2 separate regions of the Sus scrofa genome follow, and region 1 is linked to region 2. A link is a contact called in public Hi-C data. All regions are on one chromosome and are shown on one strand. The core of a region is the stretch at or near the end of the contact, and the rest is flanking DNA. Distances in the headings are between cores, read along the strand shown. Region 1 overlaps EGFR (epidermal growth factor receptor). Region 2 overlaps LOC100517727 (a long non-coding RNA gene).

Evidence for each region. Hi-C and Micro-C count contacts between places; a contact is called where the count stands out from the background.
Region 1: a Hi-C map of liver shows a contact between it and region 2, with 3 times the contacts expected there. The contact joins two enhancer-like sites. A contact is called at or near these places in 1 of 47 Hi-C or Micro-C datasets (liver) and 2 of 2 datasets of contacts at active chromatin or transcription factors (alveolar macrophages and skeletal muscle).

The regions. Positions count from the first base shown.
Region 1 is chr9:139,460,136-139,463,003 of Sscrofa11.1, forward strand. The region is part of intron 20 of EGFR (epidermal growth factor receptor); the gene reads left to right. Among named protein-coding and RNA genes, the nearest start is that of EGFR, 160 kb to the left of the region's middle. Within about 2 kb of position 1,451, at least 34 of the 83 cell types and tissues checked have an H3K27ac peak or open chromatin away from gene starts, as enhancers often do. A contact at or near this core is called in liver, where this site is marked.
Region 2 is chr9:139,179,899-139,182,598 of Sscrofa11.1, forward strand. The region is part of intron 1 of LOC100517727 (a long non-coding RNA gene); the gene reads left to right. Among named protein-coding and RNA genes, the nearest start is that of SEC61G, 45 kb to the left of the region's middle. Within about 2 kb of position 1,328, at least 9 of the 83 cell types and tissues checked have an H3K27ac peak or open chromatin away from gene starts, as enhancers often do. A contact at or near this core is called in liver, where this site is marked.

The sequences.
Region 1 (2,868 bases), core at 201-2,700, 280 kb after region 2:
AGCAGGGAAGGAGGGGGCCGGGAGGGCTGAGGTTGCTGTACCGCGCACATGGGGACCAGCAGGGTGGCTCAGTCTGCCAGCAGCATCAGCCCCTCCCCTTCCCCTGCCCCCTCGGCCCGTGTCTGGCAGATGGGGAGAGCCCGTCCTTCTGCCGGGGGCATCTGAGGAGCTGGGGACGCTGAGGGCTGCTGAGCAGGTGAGGCACAGGGCAGGAGCTGGCGGGGAGAGGAGACTCCTTGGGGCCCTGCAGGTCCAGCCTCATCATGAAAGCAGAGGGCGCCACACAGATATTTGCTCATGATCAGGCTTCTTTTTTTTTTCTTTCATCTTTTAAGGGCCACACTCGTGGCATATGGAGGTGCCCAGGCTAGGGGTCGAATCAGAGCTACAGCTGCCGGCCTACACCACAGTCACAGCAATTCGGGATCCGAGCTGCATCTGCGATCCTACACCCACAGCTCCCAGTAGCGTCGGATCCTTAACCCACCGAGGGAGGCCAGGGATTGAACCTGCGTCCCCATGGATACTAGTCGGGTTTGCTAACCACTGAGCCACGACAGGAACTCCATGATCAGGCTTCTTCAGGGTAGCAGGACACGGTGGCAGCCTCAGTCAAGGTCATTGAAGGAAGAAGGGCGGAGAAGAGAGGATTCACTGGTCTTTGGGAAGAACTGGGGCAGTGCCGGCACCGCTGGAGCATGCGCCTGGTGCGGGCCTGAGTGCACCCTGGGGATCAGCTCGCTGAGCCCTCTGCGTAGACTGTTTTACGTCAGGGCAGTGAGGCAAGGCTTGCTCCCAAGGCCAGGTTCTCCATCAGCATTCAATGCCCTGGGCAAAGCAGACGCCAAGGGCTGTGAGCTGAGCTGGCCTTCCAGCCACACAGCAGGGCTTGGCGCTGCTCCGCCTCTGTCTGGAATAAGAAATTCTGGCTCCCCCGCCTCTTCTGAGGGTGGGGCCAGGGGTCCATGCTTTACTCTGCTGGGCCCTCTGTTCCCTCCGCGTCCCACCTCGCCTTCTCCTATTGGCCAGGTCAGTGCTCCCGCCTCCCCACAGGTGGTTAAAATATAGGCGATCCCTGCCTCCCTCTCTGGGCCGCCCAGGACTTGTAGGTGCTGCAAAGCCTGGGAAAAGTCTGTAAGTGTCAGGCCTTTCTTTTAACGTGGGTGTTGTGTCAAGAAAGTCTTGAAAACCCTCGTGAAGTGCTCGTGTTTCCTCTGTGATCAGGGCCCAGGCAGTTCTCCGGATCCCCATTAACCCCAGTATATTAATACCCATCCTAGCTGTCCTGCGTTAACCGACCATATACATATATTCGTTAAACTTAGCGAGGTCTCCAAGAAGAATTGAGGACAGGCATTTCCGAGAGGCCCAGGGGCTTTTACACTGACACTGCTTCCCGTGGCCTCTGTTCAGATTCTGGGAGTTCCTGAGCCGTGTCAGGGCCCTTATCTTGGTGCCTGGTTAAAGTATAACTGCTAAGCAGTGAGATGGCCTTTCAAATTGCCTCTGTTAATGTGAGACTGAGCGCAAGGAATCCAGTTTTATCTAAGTTCAATGACTCTAATCTTGTCCCCAGAGTGTCTCTGATTTAAACCCCTCTGGCTGATTAGCCGTGGCTCCAGAATGTGAACCGCCCTTTTCTCCCCTTTCCCAAGCCTTCTCTGAAGACCGCGATGCTGAGAACATTTTTCAGACTTTATTGCAGTTGCTCTGGTTCTTTAAGGACCAGAGAGAGGGGCTGGGGCATAATCCATCGTCAGGTTCTGTCCATGGACTTACTCAGCAGCATGGGCCGAGGAGCTGGGGTGTTGGCTGGGTTTTTGTTTGTTTGTTTGTTCTTGTGGTCGTTTTCTTTGGAATCTGAAGCAGTCTTTGGGTCAGCAGGCAAGTTTCACTTGGAGGCCCCAGCAGGAAATTGAGGTCACCATCTCAGGGGAGGTCTTGGGGACTCCGAGCCCTTGGTCTGTGAGGCCCCAGCCTAGACTCTGAACCCGGAGGCCGGGCCCACGGCCTCCGCCTGGGGCGTTGGGGGCTGGCTCAGAGCTGTCAGCTGCTCTTCTTACCCCTGTCCCTTCAGCTTCAACAGGGTTTGTAGCACATGGGTCCAGTGCACAAATTCTCTTTTAGGCATTGAAAGCAGCAGGATGAGAGTCCACAGGGAGAATTAAACAGAACTGGAAGTGCCCCCGAAGTCCTCCTTGTGGGTTTAATGGATCACAGGGGTCGGATGCTGATGCAGGAGCCCCTTGACGGGCAGAGGGGCCAGTGAGTGGAAGTCCTCCTCTGTTTGGAAGCATTTTCTCAGCCCCACTTCTCTCTCCCTCTCCACACTCCATTCCTAAATAATAATTCCTAGTTTGGAAGTTCCAGGGAAGCATCTGGTAGACATGAGCCCATTCATCTTATTTCCTGGCACCTGAGACACCCTAGCAAGGGAACCATTTTGAACAGACAGCATAGGAGTTCCCATTGTGGCTCAGCAGGGTAGGACCCTGCATAGTAGCCACGAGGATACAGGTTCAATCTCTGGCCTCTCTCACTGAGAAGAGAGAATCCGCATTGCCATGAGCTGCTCCGTAGGTCACAAATGCAGCTTGGATCTGGTGTTGTTGTGGCTATGACATAGGCCGGCAGCTGCAGCTCCCATTTGACCCCTAGCCTGGGAAGCTCCATATGCTGCAGGTTCAGTCCTAAAAAGAAAAAGAAAAAGAAAAAAAGCCCCAGCATCTTAAACATTCAGGAGCTTTCTTAGGTAGTACAGGTGAGACATAAGAATCACTTATTTGTTGTTTTTCCAAGGAAAGAAAAATGTTAAAGATCCCACAAATAGCCTGGTAGTATTTTTTTTTTTATTTTTTAAATCATAGT
Region 2 (2,700 bases), core at 78-2,577:
AGACCCAAATCCCTAACCTGTGGACCCTCCAATGAGGGAGCAGGAAACAAGGAAGAGGAATAAGAAACATTTCATATTAGCTGATTAGAAGTTCAAAGAGAAAAGTAAATTCAGAAAGAGGGGTGATGGCATGGAGAGTTTTGGAAGCTCAGTTGGGTGAGGTGACAAGGAAGACCGCCCCTTGATGTGACATTTGAGGAAAGCTGAGGGCCCAGCGTGACCAAAGTGAGAGGAAGAAGCAGGAGGCTTTGGAACGAAGGATGGGTTTTATAAGGATTTGGCTTGGAAGGCCTTTCCAAGGAATCAGCTTTTAATTTAGGATGGGAAGTGAGCAGCAGAAGCAGAACAGAGGAACAGGAGTGGCACATGTTTTAACTTTATCACTTCGTCTGATGTTCTGAGCCCTTTTTCGGCCTGCTTAGTCTTATCTTATAAAAGAAAGTTGCGTGGTTGTGTGCCTGTCCTGTGTACATCAATCACCACGTACATCCTGCACTTAATCCTTGTGGCAGATTTTATGATCTCAGTCTTATTTCAGAGGCTAACAAGAGTCAACAGCTATGCAGCATCCTGCAGAAAGTAACTAACTGACCTAAGATTGAACCAGCCTATTACAGTCCAAAGGCCAGGCCCAATCTAATAACCACACTGCCTTTCACAAAACAAATCTTTGAGAAGATGGATCATCTGATGTGGGGACGTAGGTACACAAAGTCTGGTCACTGGAGCCCTTGTGACAACAGTAGCTTGCATCTGTACAGTGTGTACTTTGCAAAGGACTTTCACATCCGTCGTATCATTCAGTAAGCACAGCAGAAATAAAAGCAGCCGGGCCTTAACTTTGAGAGGAGCCTTGTTTCAGGCAAAGAAGGCAGAATTTCAGATTACCCCTCCTCTATCCTGCATGAGCTGAGAAACTAAAGGATGAGTAAAGGGCTCAGGGGGCAGAACATTATGGCGAAAGCTGCCCCAATATTACCTGTACATTTGAGAGTGAGAACTGCAAGTCCCACAGCCGGGCTTCTGAGCCTCGCGATGAGATCCCGAAGGGAAGGCTGAGGCAGGTCTTACTGCGCCCTGAGTGCATCCTTCAGTCAGGACTGTGCTTTGCTTGATTCGCTGACATGACGTCAAGTTTGGTCTCCTCTTCAGCTCCCCCCACTGATCCACCCACGCTCTGTGTCCCCAGCTCAACCCAGAGTCTGAGTAATCTGGGATCCCCTCCCTCTGGAAGCTGCATCTGCACTTGGCCCTGGATGTGCTGGGCCAGAGCTGCCGGCCGGGGTTCCTCTTTCCCCCTCAGCTTGTCTAGGCTCTGCTGCCCTTTGCTTCCCTCTGCTGGCACGAGGTCCGTCCCTGTCAGCTGGGCTCAGTGGGCGGCAAGCAGAGCTGCTCCTTCAGACTCCTTGGGGCCTCTGGGGGGTCAGAGTCAGCAGCTGGGTATTAGAATGCAGCCAGGCCTCACCCTGAGGTCTGATTCTGCCAGTGTGTGATGCATCTGTGCATCTGTGGTCCTATCATGTTCACAGGTGCTGCTGATGCTGTGGGCAGGGATCCTCTGGGAACCCAGTGCTCTGGGCCCAGCAGTCAGCAGAAGAGGCTGCAGAGGGGCCCTGTTCACCAACTACTAAGGCAAAGGCCCAGAGCTCGTTCCCCTGATGAATCAAGTGGCCTAGGGTTCTCTATAGACGGTGCTAAAGGCATCTCTTTATTTACAAAGCTCGATTATGTGCACAGAGCTAGGCGCAGCCCACTGTGGACCAAGAGTTACAACCAGCATTCTTGGACCTTTGGGGGGGGGGGGCACTGCTGTGAGCCGATTTGTGCCTCATCAGGAAGCTGTGGGGCCACGGGATGGAAAGACACTTGATCCTAATGTGGGCAGTCTGGATAATTTTGTGCAGGAGGTAATTCCTTTCTTCCTTCCTTCTTTCCTTCGTTCGTTCTTTCATTCTTTCTCTCCTTTTTACAGACGCAACTGCAGCATGTGGATATTCCTGGGCTAGGGGTCAAATCAGAGCTGCAGCTGCCCACCACAGAAAGGCCACATCCAAGCCACTTCTGCAACCTATGCCACAGCTTGCTGCAACTCCAGATCTTTAACCTACTGAGCGAGGCCAGGGATTGAACCCACACCCTCATGGATACTATGTCAGGCCCTTAACATACTGAGCCCAATGGGAACTCTGAGGATGCAATTTCTAATTTAAGATGTGAAGCAAGGAATTTCCAAGTGCTTCATGAGCTTGAGATTGTGGTAACTCTAAATTCATATACATACATATATATATAATATATATTTACACACACACGTATACAGATTCAGTGTGATCCCTGTCAAAATACCAACGGCATTTTTCACAGAGGAGACGAAGTAATTCAGAAAATTTGTTTGGAAACACAAAAGATCCTGAATAGCCAAAACCATCCTGAGAAAGAAGAGCAGAGCTGGAGGAATCGCATTCTCTGTGTCAGTCTCTACTCCACAACTGTGGTCATCAAAGTAGTATGGTCCCGGCACAAAAACAGAAACCTAGGTCAATGAACAGGATAGAGAGCCAGAAGTAAATCCACACACTTACAGTCAACTAATCTACAACAAAAGAGGCAGGAATATGCCACGGAGAGAAGATCCCCTCTTCAGTAAGCAGTGCTGGGAAAACTGGACAGCTACACGTGAAAAAAAAAAATGAAGTCAGA